Linked DNA regions of Mus musculus: regions 1, 2, 4 and 5 are each linked to region 3. The links are chromatin contacts, called in public Hi-C and HiChIP or PLAC-seq maps. All regions are on one chromosome and are shown on one strand. The core of a region is the stretch at or near the end of the contact, and the rest is flanking DNA. Distances in the headings are between cores, read along the strand shown. Region 1 has its middle 97 kb from the start of Gm12159. Region 2 has its middle 24 kb from the start of Gm12159. Region 3 overlaps Ebf1 (early B cell factor 1). Region 4 overlaps Ebf1 (early B cell factor 1). Region 5 overlaps Ebf1 (early B cell factor 1).

What was found. HiChIP or PLAC-seq counts read pairs in DNA pulled down with a chosen protein or histone mark. Hi-C and Micro-C count contacts between places; a contact is called where the count stands out from the background.
Region 1: a RAD21 HiChIP or PLAC-seq map of pro-B cells shows a contact between it and region 3, with 6 times the contacts expected there. The contact joins two enhancer-like sites. A contact is called at or near these places in 2 of 15 datasets of contacts at CTCF or cohesin (large pre-B cells and pro-B cells), 4 of 484 Hi-C or Micro-C datasets (the 3T3-L1 cell line, brown adipocytes, liver and 1 more) and 1 of 115 datasets of contacts at active chromatin or transcription factors (large pre-B cells).
Region 2: a RAD21 HiChIP or PLAC-seq map of pro-B cells shows a contact between it and region 3, with 4 times the contacts expected there. The contact joins two enhancer-like sites. A contact is called at or near these places in 1 of 39 promoter capture datasets (the C10 cell line), 2 of 15 datasets of contacts at CTCF or cohesin (large pre-B cells and pro-B cells) and 3 of 484 Hi-C or Micro-C datasets (embryonic stem cells and uterus).
Region 4: a Hi-C map of tail fibroblasts shows a contact between it and region 3, with 3 times the contacts expected there. The contact joins two enhancer-like sites. A contact is called at or near these places in 1 of 15 datasets of contacts at CTCF or cohesin (pro-B cells), 8 of 484 Hi-C or Micro-C datasets (adipose-derived mesenchymal stem cells, cerebellum, embryonic fibroblasts and 3 more), 2 of 115 datasets of contacts at active chromatin or transcription factors (the NIH/3T3 cell line and fibro-adipogenic progenitors) and 1 of 9 other capture datasets (embryonic tail).
Region 5: a contact with region 3 is called in a Hi-C map of the C2C12 cell line, with 3 times the contacts expected there. The contact joins two enhancer-like sites. A contact is called at or near these places in 1 of 15 datasets of contacts at CTCF or cohesin (pro-B cells), 10 of 484 Hi-C or Micro-C datasets (the 63-12 cell line, the C2C12 cell line, the CH12 cell line and 6 more) and 1 of 115 datasets of contacts at active chromatin or transcription factors (fibro-adipogenic progenitors).

The regions. Positions count from the first base shown.
Region 1 is chr11:45,212,996-45,215,695 of GRCm38.p6, reverse strand. No RefSeq gene overlaps it. Among named protein-coding and RNA genes, the nearest start is that of Gm12159, 97 kb to the right of the region's middle. Within about 2 kb of position 1,370, at least 19 of the 459 cell types and tissues checked have an H3K27ac peak or open chromatin away from gene starts, as enhancers often do. A contact at or near this core is called in pro-B cells, where this site is marked.
Region 2 is chr11:45,139,283-45,141,982 of GRCm38.p6, reverse strand. No RefSeq gene overlaps it. Among named protein-coding and RNA genes, the nearest start is that of Gm12159, 24 kb to the right of the region's middle. Within about 2 kb of position 1,297, at least 5 of the 459 cell types and tissues checked have an H3K27ac peak or open chromatin away from gene starts, as enhancers often do. A contact at or near this core is called in pro-B cells, where this site is marked.
Region 3 is chr11:45,007,010-45,009,709 of GRCm38.p6, reverse strand. Ebf1 (early B cell factor 1) reads right to left here. Exons shown (of 16, transcript NM_007897.3): 16 at 1,614-2,700. Among named protein-coding and RNA genes, the nearest start is that of Gm51859, 80 kb to the left of the region's middle. Within about 2 kb of position 1,414, at least 28 of the 459 cell types and tissues checked have an H3K27ac peak or open chromatin away from gene starts, as enhancers often do. A contact at or near this core is called in the C2C12 cell line, pro-B cells and tail fibroblasts, where this site is marked.
Region 4 is chr11:44,811,188-44,813,887 of GRCm38.p6, reverse strand. The region is part of intron 6 of Ebf1 (early B cell factor 1); the gene reads right to left. Among named protein-coding and RNA genes, the nearest start is that of Ebf1, 190 kb to the right of the region's middle. Within about 2 kb of position 1,372, at least 44 of the 459 cell types and tissues checked have an H3K27ac peak or open chromatin away from gene starts, as enhancers often do. A contact at or near this core is called in tail fibroblasts, where this site is marked.
Region 5 is chr11:44,853,398-44,856,097 of GRCm38.p6, reverse strand. The region is part of intron 6 of Ebf1 (early B cell factor 1); the gene reads right to left. Among named protein-coding and RNA genes, the nearest start is that of Gm51859, 230 kb to the left of the region's middle. Within about 2 kb of position 1,372, at least 28 of the 459 cell types and tissues checked have an H3K27ac peak or open chromatin away from gene starts, as enhancers often do. A contact at or near this core is called in the C2C12 cell line, where this site is marked.

The DNA of each region.
Region 1 (2,700 bases), core at 121-2,620, 210 kb before region 3:
GTCTTGTGGCACTGTTTTCATAAAACACTCCAAAGTAGATGTAGTCTGACATTTGAACCTTGTGCTGTTCTCTGCCATGTTTTATTACTTCTCTGTACACCAGGCAAGAGGACTCCAAACAGAGGAGATGGCAGCTTAAAGAAAGGAGTGTGAGACTCTTGAGAGCCCTTTTCTTTTTCCCCTTACACGGGTCCCACAGGTCTGAGAAAGTCAAGGGCTTGATATTTACTATTCATTGGCTCGGCACACATGGAGATCTGCGCTCAGAAGCCACAGAAAACGGAAAAAATGAAGTTGGGCACCTCCCAGCAGTTCCGGTGTTTCAGGAAGACACACTGAGGCTGCTCTTTGAGGGCTGCTGTGCAAGGTATGAGCAGCAAGGCAAGAGCCAGTACTCTCCGAGAGCCTTGACCTTCCCAGACATCTCCAGAAGCAAGTCCCAGCATTGCATGTCTCCAAAGATGAGAATTTGGGTGATGTTTCTTAAAGGTCACAGAAGCTTTTTAACAGCCAACAGCTCAGAAGCTGGTACACAATTCTGCCTCAGTTGCTTGAACCACCCCTCTCTTCTGACCCTGCAGCTTGTCCTGCCCCTCTCTATAATGCATCTTATTCTTTCTTTTCCACTAACTGTGGAGACCTGCACTGGCATCAAGTTTAGACAGTGATGGAATGGTACACACCTGGGAACAGGAAGCCAGGCTTAGTATAGCTGTTGAAGTACCTGGGGCTCACGTGGAGACAACAGATATAATAAATACATTGACTGGGCCAGACTCCAGCTGCTAGAGATGAATGCAATACTCTTTATGTCTTTGCTGAGGCTTTATATGTGCCCAATGATACCAAAGGACCCAGAGAAAACCTGCAGCATGGCTCAGAAGTACAGTTAATGCCTGTTTAATGTTAATGTTTCCTGTTTGACATGTGTTCTCTCTAATTCCTAGGTACAGAGATTTCTGGAAATGACTCATTATGTTTCCAAATCCTAAATTGATGTGTAACATAGAATCAGTACTCAAATGCTCGCCAAGTGTCCCTAACAAGATGACCTTACTCTTCTTTGGGAAATTAGTTGTTAACACCCTTTCAATGTACACATATGGCATGGGGTACTCCTGCAGTTGCAGGGTAGAGGAGCTGAGGGGCACTTTGACACAGAGAGAGAATCTTCCCAAAGCTGGGATTTCCTTTAAAGATCACCCTATTGCTGTGATAGAAGGGTGGCTTGCTAGTTGTTACATCAAAATACAAGAGAAAGCAATTAAGGTAGGGTAAGATTTATTTGGCTTGCAAGTCTGGGGTAGAGAGCCGGGGACAGCATCACAGGCCAAAGAGAGCTAGTCAGCTTCACTCACACTCAGGAAGCAGAGAGTAAACAGGAAGTGGGCTCTAGCTAGGAAGACTCAAGGGCTTGCCCCTGGGGAACTATTTCCTCTTATGAGGTTCTACTTCCTGGAGTTTCACAGCCTCCTCAAACAGCACCACCATGAAGTCCAAGTGTTCAAACACAGGAGCCTATGGGATCATTTCATGGAAGAAGAGTGGAGGAATAAGGCAGATATGATCTTCAGGTTCCCAAAATCACACAGGACAACAATTCTTTTCCTCGGTTAACCAAAATCTTCATATTCCGGATGTCTGTGGTATTGTGAGATTCATTTACCTGTCCATGTACACCTGCCATCCTGGAAAATATTTCCAGCATAAGGGCATGTTCTCAACATCTGCTTTAATACAGGGAGGATCCAGCATGGTAGACAATGTGGATCTGGAGGCAGGGGATATTCTGTCCTAACACCAGATGTTCCATTGTGATGACATTCTTTTGCTTTAAAAAGAGGCATTCCTCAGTTACTGTGATAAAATTTCTCTTCCAAAGAAAAAGCGAGTTTTCACAGGGACAGAAATCAGAAACGAATCAACCTATTTTTTTTTTTTTAAAAAGAAGATCCGTTAAAATCAATTCCTTAAGATTCTTCCTTCACCATTTCAAACCAGCATTTCCCTCCTTGTATGCTTGTATGTTTACATGGGTGGACAGCAAGCATGTGAGGACATCTGGTAAGTGCCTGTGGGTACCCATGGAAGCCAGAAGAGAGCAGCAGGTCCTGGAGCTGGAGCCCCTGAAAGAGCAGTAAGTCCTCTTTACCACTGAGCCGCTGCTCCTGCCTCTCCAATCAGCATTCTTGGTGACTTCACTTTTGATGGGCTCCACCTCCATTGTGACATTTGATGAGGAAAAGCAACACTCACTTGGCAGTTTTTGTTGAGCTTACATTTCTGAGGTCTCAGCATCTAGAGAAAATGTGGCCACATATATACATCTGTAATTAGTGAAGTTTTCCACATGCAAAGTGGTGATCAATGATATAGGAAATTTACATCATGTGTATTACTCTTTGCATAATACCAAGGTCTCAGGTATCACTAGGTTGTTTGTGTATATTTGATGTACTCATAGTGTACATAGATACATAGCATACATAGCTTGAAAGCAGTGTTCAGCCAAGGGCTCGGAAGTTTAAACCTGACTATGACTTAAACTTTCCCTGAAGCACTGACAAATAGGTTTTCTGAACTTTCTAAGTCTATACTTGTGATATGATTATGATCTACAGAATAAAAGCTAGAGATTTTGGTCTCTGTTAAGGTTCTTCTGAAGCTACGGGACTCATGGGACTCATTTCAACTATTTGA
Region 2 (2,700 bases), core at 48-2,547, 130 kb before region 3:
AGAAGAGGACATCAGATCTCATTACAGATGTTTGTGAATCACCATTTGGTTGCTGGAAATTGAACTCAGGACCTCCACAGACTGTACAACCATGGACATTTACTGCTATCTTTGTGTTCAGAAGTTGAACAAAAGAGACAGGGGAAAGCACTTTGGCAATGATAATGGACACTGTATCTTACCATTTCCAGGTAACAAGAACAAAGGCCTCTAAGATGGTATGGTCAAGAGAGATTACCTTTAGCACCAACATCCCAGCTCCAACACGATTATCTGATTGTTTAATCCTGTGGTGGATGGAGCAAGGTGTAAGTCTTCTTTCAGGCTAATGTCCTCCAAGCTTGTTTCTCGATGGTGTTTCACCCCATGCCTTTTGCTAAATCCCTTTTCTGTACCAGACAGCTCAGTTCAGGCTCTATTACTTGCCACCAGGAACATTGCCCAAGATGAAAGATAAAAACCTCAGAAAAACAAAACAAAAACCCCAAAACAGAAAAACAAAAACAAAACAAACAAACAAAAATAGCAGAGGATGTCAAGAGTTAGGGACTGAAAAGGCAGTCAGTGCCCACACTTTGGGGAGAGTGCACTGCTCAGTGCTTTTATACTTTATACACATTTTGATGTTTGGCATCCAGTCCTCAGGACTCAAGGATCGATTTGTTTCCAAGACAGAACCCTCAAGACTGTGAGGGTGTCTGAAGCCTTCCTCACATCTTTCCTGGAGACACAAGAGACTGAGAATGTGGTGATATGGTGGAGAGCTAAGCTGTATGCATCTAGATTAAGTGCACAGTGAAATTTTACGCCCTGAGCTTCATTGCATTCAGATCTCCTAGGCTCCATCTTGGCTTGAATTACCAAGTTATAGAAGTGACTCCCCCCACCCCGCCGCCCCCCCCCCACACACACACAACTCGATTGTAGAAAGCCAGTAGATATTTAGTGGCCAACTTTCAACACATAAGACCTAAGACATCCTGGGTATCTCTGCTAGTTGGAAATTATATTTTTTCAATGAAGGTCCCATGAGAGATAGTCTGTGATGTCTCCATGCATTCTTGTTTGAAATGAGAGGGATGAGATGTGTTAAGTGGTGACCATAATAAACAGAGAAGCACATCCCAAACATTGGCTCTGTTCATGCATCTCTGCCCTCTATCTGTATATCTGTGGCAGAAAACAGAAGCAGAATTATACCCATGTTATTGATGAGAAAAAGAGAGCACCATGTAGTCAACTAACTTATCCAATGCCAGCAGACATCTAAAAGGGGAAGTGAAAGATGGATGACTGATTCAGAGTGCCCACTTCTGCCAGCACAGTGGTAAATACACTAGTCTGGAAGCCATTGGTGCACTTATCAATTGCCCTCCTCGTTAGCCAGGAGAATTTACATGTAACTTTGCTTTTTTCATGGTTACCTTAAACAAACAGGATCTATCCCTGCTGGGTTATGAGAAGAATAAATGATAGTAACATATATGAAAATCTAGAATGGTGTCTAACAATGGCAATTAGTTGATAAAAGTTAGCCAATGTTTGGATCGTTTTTATTATAACTTAGACACAGAAAACATCCTGACCTTCCCTACTTGGTCCTTCTTTGTAGATTCTATGTTCTCAGTTGAATAGTTGAAGCACATTAAGCAGTTAATACATTTTTGATAGGTAAACCAATGAACAGGTACCAGAATTATTTTATTTTAAAATTGTGTGGGGGGGGGAGAGGAAGAGAGAGAGAGAGAGAGAGAGAGAGAGAGAGAGAGAGAGAGAGAGAGAGAGAAAGGAGACAGACAGAGACAGACAGAGACAAACAGAGACAGAGAGGCAGAGACAGAGAGAGGCAGAGAGAGAGAGAGAGAGAGAGAGAGACAGAGACAGAGACAGAGACAGAGACAGAGGCAGAGGCAGAGACTACATGTCTGAATGACTATATTGGGTCTGTATAAGTGCAGTGCCCACAGAGGCCAGAAGACAGAGTCAGATTTCATTGAGCTGAAGTTATGGTTGGTTCTGAGCCACATGACATAGTTGTTGGGAATTGAACTCTGGTTCTTTGAGAATTTCATACCATGGGTTTAGATTATACTCACCTCCCCTCATCATAACTTTTCTAAGATCCAGCCTGCCTTCCTTATTTGCCCAACTTTGCACCCCCCTACCTGCTCCATCACCAACTCATCTCTCCAGCCCTGGTATGTGAGCTACTGAAGGTATTAGTGAGGGCTGGGGGAAATAACTGAATTTTGTTTCACTGTGTAGGATGTGGGAAGAGAAATGAACATTGACACTTCTTCCCGAGCAAACACAACATCTTATCTACATTGCAGGGAACAATGGGCCTTTGGACCCCCTGTCCTGGCTCCTTCCCATGCTTTGTCTTTGCTTTCCAACTTGCATTTAAGCCTTAGCCCGGCCTGTGCTGTGAATGTCATGGCTGTAGCTTAATGCCAGTAAAAAGCCTTTCATGCTCTGCTAATGTGGCATTTGTTTGGTAATATGGGGGAGCGAGCGTTCAAAATAAATCCAGAAATGGCATCTTATAAATTTGGATTTCCTGTTCTTGTAATTTATAGGGCTCACATTGGAGAACACTGTCTTGTGCATAAATACAATTTCTTTGTGAGCTGATGATGGAATTTATATCAAAGGAGGTCGAACATACACTTCATGAACTCGGCATCCGCTATTATGAGC
Region 3 (2,700 bases), core at 165-2,664:
GTCTCTCTGCTCTTGGGTGCCCTTCATCTTACTTCAAGTTCAGTCATCACACTGTCAGCCATTCTGCCTCGGCTGCTCACTCTTTCTGCCTCAGCTCAACTACTACTTTCTCTAGAAGACTTTTCCAGAAAGTCCTTAGATTATGTCAGACCTCACGATGTTATACCTTCAAAGCATTCTTGACTCGGACCTCAATACCCTCGTTAGATGTTATGTGTGTTGTGGGTTTATGTCAATTTTTCTATTGTAAGCGCCAAGAGTGGGAACAATGCCAGTGTTCTTACGAATGGGTCCACTACTCCTCATCAAGGGTCATAGGCATGCCAAATGCTTGAGGTTTAAGGGAACAAATGAATGAATGAGTGAATGAATGAATGAATGAATGAATGCTGTCAAGAGGTAGGCCTTACGGAGTTCTAAGCCAATTCAGAGTGTGGTTATCTGTTTTTATTCTGTGGAGCTCTGGCATATGTCTGCCTCTTGCAGTTTAAGCATCATAGACATGGATGACGTGGAAGCGGGTTGTCTTGTCTGGCACCACATGCATCCTGAAGTCATCCTGAACCTTTTGCTCAGTGTTTCTCCTCTGCAACTGATACAGAATTGAAAAAATAGGGGATGGCCAAGCTGATCAGGTAGGAGTCTCCATGGAGACAGGACAGCAGCTTCTGTATGTTCTGGCTTACATGGGGTGGCCTTTCATGACCTTACCTTGGGCTGTATTTCAGGGTAGTGCCATAGCAGTGCCTCCCACAAATGAATGTGCTGGTGGTTATGGGACACCCTCTTAGGTCTGGCCATGGAGTTTCTGTTGGTCGAGGCATTTTGTAAGCGCCATTAACCTCATCGTGTCCAGTCATTGCAAAATTAGTGAAGACATGGAACGTACAATGGAAAGATGTATCCTTAAATGACCCGGTCCCAGATGTGTGTATATCTTCTGTGGACCTATGAAGTTTGCACAACGACTGAGTGCCTGTAACTTTCAATTCCAGACAGATGTGGTTTTGTCAACCAGGAAAAAGAAAAAAAAAACTATTATCCACACAAAGTTTATATATATATATATATACATATATATATATACATATATATATATATATATATATATATATATATATATATATATATATATATATATGTTCTCTAGTCACACGTCTCATCAGCAAGCCAGGGCACATAATTAATTGACCAGGAGGCACACTGGGATTAATTAGCAGTTGCATAGGAAGAGTTTAGCTCAGCCTTCCAGGGCAGAGGATGGTGTTCTAGAATGACCAGTTCCTGGATTCCCAATTCAGCCCCTATCATGGGGGGAATCTCACTGTTCACTGACAATAGGACTGGGGGCTCTTGCCACCAATGTGGGCCAGCACGTGCACACCTGGCTCATGCCAGCAGAGGGCAGCAGTACGCTGTGCGTGTTCAATTTGCATTCCAAATTAGCAGATCCCGGTGGGACCTACAAAGAAAGGAAGTGGGTGCCCCAGGCCTAGGCTAATTCTCTCTGGGTGTTAACACTGGCCCGAATAATAGCAAACCCGGGCCTTTTGCAGTCCATTGAGTGTTGCTCTTCTCTTCTGCCATAGAGAAATGAACACGCCACTAGGAGCTGCTATCACAGACAGGAAGTAACTTTAATTAAATATCGTGAACGTTGAAAAGTTTTTTACAGTTTGAATTTTTGAAAAAAAAAAAGGAGAAGAAAAGAAAAGAAAGAAAGAAATAAAAAAGAATGAAATATAACAATCTCTACAGTAGTTGAGTGCTCTAACAATTGGATTGTACAGTGTGTGTCTATTGAAAACGTTTGAAAAGAAGGTGAAAGATTTGCAGAATGAGTTCATGGAGCTGCATCCTACATTGTGAGGCCGGGCATGGCGTGGACATATCCAGTCATCCAGAGGCAGGGCTCTTCCCCCAAAACGGAAATCTGAATTGAATTCTCTACTCCATCTTCTTTTTAAAAGCCATATTCTGTATTTAGGGGGCTATATCTTAAAGGGACTTAAAAACAAGATTTTGTGTAGAAGAAAGTGGTTCCTAAAACCAAACTACTTCTCCATCGGCTAATCAAACAGAAGTAACAAAACACAATTGATACACATTTTCTTTTTAAAGGCTCTTTGGGCTTTCCAGTAAAGTTCTCATCACGTCACAGCACGTGGCTAACAGATTGGTGGCGTCTTTTGTCAGGGTCTGAGCCGGACACCTCACCGGCTTGCTGCTCGTTCCTTTGCAGACAGTTGTCTGGCTCACCAGACAAAATATGGCTTTAGACGTTAGACATCTTGAGGCCAGCGCTTACCACACGAATTCAGACAACCTTTCTGAGTACGGAGAAGCAATGCTAAACCTTGCTTATATTTTTTTCCAGTTTCTTTTTATTTTTATTATTATTATTATTATCATCAGTTGTCATTATTATTATTTCTCACCATGAAAAATCAGCTTTCCTCCCTCCCCTCCCCTACCAACCCCCCCAACTTCCCTCCCCTCCCCTCCCCAACCCATAAAAATCCGCACTCTGACAGTCTAGTGAAAACCGTTGAAATCCATCCGGGCATGCACAGTCGCAGCTTTGTTAATGTTCTCTTGCTCTACTAGAAAAAGTAACATTGTCTTAAAGTAACAAAACAGTTCTTTTGTGCTTTTCGATTTCTCTCTTTTTTTTTCTTCTTTTTCTTTTTTTTTTTTCTT
Region 4 (2,700 bases), core at 123-2,622, 200 kb after region 3:
CACACATTCCTTCCCACAGGCTCAGCTGTAGGGCAATGGCCATTTGTTTTCCATAACTGTCCTGTTATTCGGTTAGCACCACTAAAACTTTGCACTGCCTGAAAAATGAGCTTGATTATTTATTTCACTTGCTAACCGCCTGCCTGCTCCACTAGGACAGAAGCCCATGAGAACAGGAATATTGGCTGTCTTGCTCGTGGCTACATCCCCAGCTGCCGCTCAGTGGGTAGTCAACAATAAATGGGTAAATATATGTGTGTCTGCTGGCTCAAGTGCAAACTGCCGCCCATCTACTGGGAGGAAGGAGTGCTTTTCTATGCAATCTTTTATTGCTGTAGAAAAGGACAGGAAATTCTTAGGAAGCTAACAAGAAGGCCTTAGTCACAGAACCAGAAGACAGATCACAAGACATTGGAAACTTCATTCCTAAATAATTACATATAAATCACAGAGTAAGCAATACGAGTGTGATTCTCTGTCCGAACTCTAACCCACTTCAATAGTGCAACTAAATCAATAGGGTGAGGCCACTCATTTTAAAGACACAGAGTGTGTAGATTTTAGTTTGTCTCAAGAATACCCAGTTAGGTACAGAGAATAGGCGGCAGGCTTCTAGGTAGGGTTATCTATCCCAAAAATGAGAGAGAGAGAGAGAGAGAGAGAGAGAGAGAGAGAGAGAGAGAGAGAGAGAGAGAGAGGTTTCCTGTGGAAGAGCAGCAGGTACTCTTAATCATAGAGCAACCTCTGTAGCTCCTACTCTGCTTTTTGAGACAAGGTCTCCACTGGCCTGGAGCTTGCCAAGGAGGCTAGAATGGCTAACCCGTAAGCCACAGATATCTGCCTGTCTCTGCTTCCTCCGTGATGGGATTCTAAGTGTGTTTTACCACACCCGGCTTTATTATGTAGGTTCTGGGGACTCCATTCAGGCCCACCTGAATGTTCACAGAGCAATTTCCTGACTAAACTACCTCCCCAGCCTGGAGACTTACACTTATTTTTCTGTACTCTTGTTTTTGTTTTTCTAAGTCCTAGGGATCAAACCCAGAGCCTTGCACACTTTGGCAGGTCCTGTAACACTAAGCTACATGACCAACCCTTCCAAAGGGCATTCAGGGTACATGGGAGTGATCATCCTAAAGCAAGGGGAGACCATGTCCATTAAAATACGTGGGGTTATCAGTGTGTGGAGGCTGGGAGGACGAACCATCATCGGCCTTAGGTGGAGACTGCAAGAAGGAGAACCGCTCTGCAAGGCTCTGTCTGTGGGTGAGAAGGAGCCAGTCACATTGGATTCCTCAGGCTCCACTCCTTGAGTCAGCTCACTCATTTATGAATAAGAAGATTACTCACTGCCTCTGTGAATGAACAGTTTCCCTGACACTCTAAGCCCTTGGCATCTTCCTTCAAGACTTCTGTGTTTCCCTCTTCCTCCCCCAGTGGCCACAGTGGCTGGGGCAGAAGGGCTTTCTCTCCCTCACTGTCTTCAATGAACAGTTCTATGCCCTCAGCCCACTCTGGGCCTTCTTTCTGGCTTCTCAGAAGGGGAGTCCCTTGATTAGGGGGTCTGGCATCAGGGCGCTCTCACAGGCTGCCCTGCAGTCACAGGCTTGGCAGACAGCAGGCAGGGTTTGGGCTGTTAACTTTTGTCCTGGAGATGGATCTCTTTCTACCACTTGCTCTTTTTCCTCTTAAAATAAATGCGGTCTTCTGACTTTCCAGCCATTAGTGGTGGCTGATTAATTTCCAAAGTGAGTTCAGTTTGAAGCCACTTCTACAAATAGACACTTGATTGAGTTGAAGAGTCAAGAAGGGATTGTTATTTAATTGTATTTGATTCGGAGACAAGCAGCGGCTTCAGAGACTCACCTCGCAGTGTGCTCTGACTAATTATGAGTGATATTCCTTCCATGTGTTGACAGAGCACTTCAGATTTTCGCTATGTTCTTCCGCACATGCCTGGAAATAATCCCTCCCGTGACCCGAGAACTAGATAGATTACAAAGTATTGTGACCGTTTGCTGAGAGGGAGAGAGGAAGCTCTTCCCAGAAATGGGATGGGTACGTCACCAAAACTCGTCTCTCTGACAGTGACTTGCCTGTACTTCCTGCCTCCGATGTGTCATCCCATCAAATCAAGATGTGTCTGGTTGGGGGCGTGGAGGATGAGCCCCTGAGTCGAGAGAACTAAGAATCTGGCTTCTGATCCCACCTTTACCTTTTGGAATAGTAACCTCAGTTTCCATGTGTGTAAAGTGAGGAGGGAAGAGTCCCTTGCTCATAGCAACTGTTTGAGAAAGAAGAAAATTGCTCAGAGCCTTAGGATAGAGCAGAGCTAGCCACATACACAGTAGGGCCTTGCGATCATGAGCTAGTTACCTGCCCTTTCTGCCACAGGACTGAATGTCAAACTATAGCAGATTTGTTTGTTTTCTCCACTTCAAACACAAACTTCTGGAGCCTATGGCCTTTGTTTTATTTGGGAACTGGATAATTGAGCTCCGGGGGGGGGGGGCACGGAGGCAGTAGGGGGGGGGGTGTTTACGGCCAGCATTTTAAACTTGGGATTTTACCAAAAAAATTTCATAAACTTCTTGGAAATGAGATGTCTAGCGTTATGAGGTCCACATTCCAGTGTGGCAACTATTGGCTGAAACTCTATGGCCACTTCCCCTTTATACAGGGCACACCCTGGCAGGTCAC
Region 5 (2,700 bases), core at 123-2,622, 150 kb after region 3:
TTTTAATGCACCTGCGTTTTGACTCTAAGCCATCACATGAAGTCAGATGTGGCATTTATTTCTTCTTGTGGCCTCATGTTGGTGCTCAAAATTCTTTTTCTTCTTGGAGCATTTGGTATTTCTGATTCTTCAAATTAGGGATGCTCAACTGTCCACATTCTTAACACACACACACCTAAATACATTTTGCTTCCTCATAACAGAACCACTGTGTACTCTCAAAATCTCGGAGGCTTTTAAAATAGATTATTTGGAACTCATGTCAGAAGGAGCCTTAGCTGGTAACATCAAAGAATCAACCAGGCTTCCCAGAGACCCATGGACTGCCCAAAATTGTATGAACTGAGGAGCAATGGCTTGTCAACAGGAACAGCTCAAATCTCCCCAGCTATCTGACTCCATAAGTAGTGTTGTCAAAGCTTCCCCACAGAAGAGAAGCTTGGCACGTCTGTTGACAAAGTATGACATTGCTCAATGTTCCAAACAAGTTTGGGGCTAGACCAACCCTGTGAGAAGAGTCCTACAACACCCACTCTACACCACAAGAAGCAAATCATAAGGCTGTGTGGTATGGCTTTTCTGTATCAATTTCAAAATTAAATATATATATTGTTATTATTATTATTATTATTATTATTATTATGAAAAGGACTAGGGCCAAAGATATGGCTCGTTGGTTAGGACTATTCCTTCGGAGGACCCAAGTTCCCCTGGGGAGAGAGCATCTCTCCAGCCACACACCTTGCACCCTTCCTTTGAGAGGCCTCTCTCTGTGTACCCATCACTGTCATGTTTACTAAGAGTGAGATGTGATGCTAAGTTCTTACTGAAATAAATATTTTTTAAGAGTAATCAATAGCCAGATAGATTAATTAATTTCTCAGTTGTTACTGAAGGGCTGGGAAGATGGTTTTGTCAATAAAGTGTTCTCCCTGCAAACATGAGGATCTGAGTTCAGATTCTCAGCAGCCTTGTAAAAACAAAGAAACAAAAACTAGGTCTATGGAAAGCTACAATAGGTCTGCCTGTGTCTCTTTTTGAGTTTTCTTGCCTCTCTCCAGGATGGCCCCTGCTGTTGGCTCTCTTTTCCTCAAATTATGCCAACAGGTATGATAAGATCACAGTGCCTATAGTTTATGCCCCACCTCCTAGGCAGTCTCCACCCACAACCATTTCCCTGAGCCCTTCAAGTGTTTCAAATATTTTTAGTAAAGAGAACTCTTCTCATATGAAGATAGTCATGTTGACAACCTCTTCCCAAGTACAAACAGCCTGGGAAGACATGCGATTTCGTGTAGGTTGCCTTGAACTATGGGATCAAGTTTGCATGCACTCTGGCGTGATGACAGTTCTTTCTTTGCCAAGATGACTCAGAGCACAGACTGCCTTTCCACGATGGTCACTTTATTTCTCTTCAAAAGACTGCTGCAAAGCAGACTAGTAGAATACTTACCTAAGTGTCAGGCTTTGGAAAATGAATACTGTTTTGTAAGAGTCATGGCTCATGTCAACTGGAGGTTACTACTTGCGATGTAGCATGCTTAGTGCACGCTTTATTTTAATCTTCACAACCGCTTCCCACTCCCTCAACCATTCACCCACTCTCCACCTCTGCCCCAGTTCTCCAGATAAAAAGCAGCTGAATCATTGAGATATTAAGTAACTTGCCTTCCCACAGAGAGTTCATGGCAGAGGTAGATGTAATTTGAATGCAGGGGGTTGTCTGTGGTCCTATGAACTAGAGCAGGACTCTTTGTGAATGGAGATACTCATTGCCACGGGAAGGTCCAGCAGTCAACCCACACAACGATATGGTATTTTTCTTATTCCTTAGACACTGTGCAGTGAACTTTCCATAAATCTATCTAGTTAAAGGAACAGAACCAAATAAAACCGTCTTCTGCCCCCAAAGCAATCATCCCTCTCCTCCACGATGTCAACTAAAATCTACCCCAGCACCTTCTTTTCCTCTCTTTCTGCTTCAGAGCTCACAAAACTAGTCACACTATCCTTCCCCCTTCACACCAGCAGCCTCTCTATTCTATTGTATTTGCTGCCAGAATGCTCTCTTGTTAAATTAGCTCTTGGGTTCCTTCCCAACATAACAGGGAATTCACGGTCAAATATCAAAGGTCTCGCCATCCCCCTGACTCTCCCAAATGAATATCCCAATCTCTGCCCTGTTTCCACCATCATCAGAATGTCACAAACATACAACCATGTTCCATTTCCCTACTGTGCCTAAAATGACATACACAGTCATAAATTTTGGTCTGAATGAAGTTTGGAAGACCAGCATTTTTACCAACATTCCAAACACAATCTTTTTGGTGCTGTTCATCATTGGGCTGGAAGCCGGCTTTGGACTATTTATACTCTTTGAATTATTCCCAGTTCTTCCTTCTGAAACTAAACAGAAAAGCTGGCCTAAGTGCTTCAGGGCTTCAAATAAGACAGTCCACTCGCCAACAGTCTCAAGATCATGGCAAGTATCAGCCTTTGATAGCAGCGAGGGGGGCACTGGGCATTGAACACCGATCGCTTGCTTTTGGTAGAGTGCTTTAGAAGTTGTTTTTTGGTCTCCACTAGTAGAAGGGTCAATGTCTTTGCTGGGATTGTGACAAGCTTCTCCAGAATGAGAGCACTTTATTATCACATTAGTACGAGGGAAAGTCACATAATTAACAGAATTTATCCTCA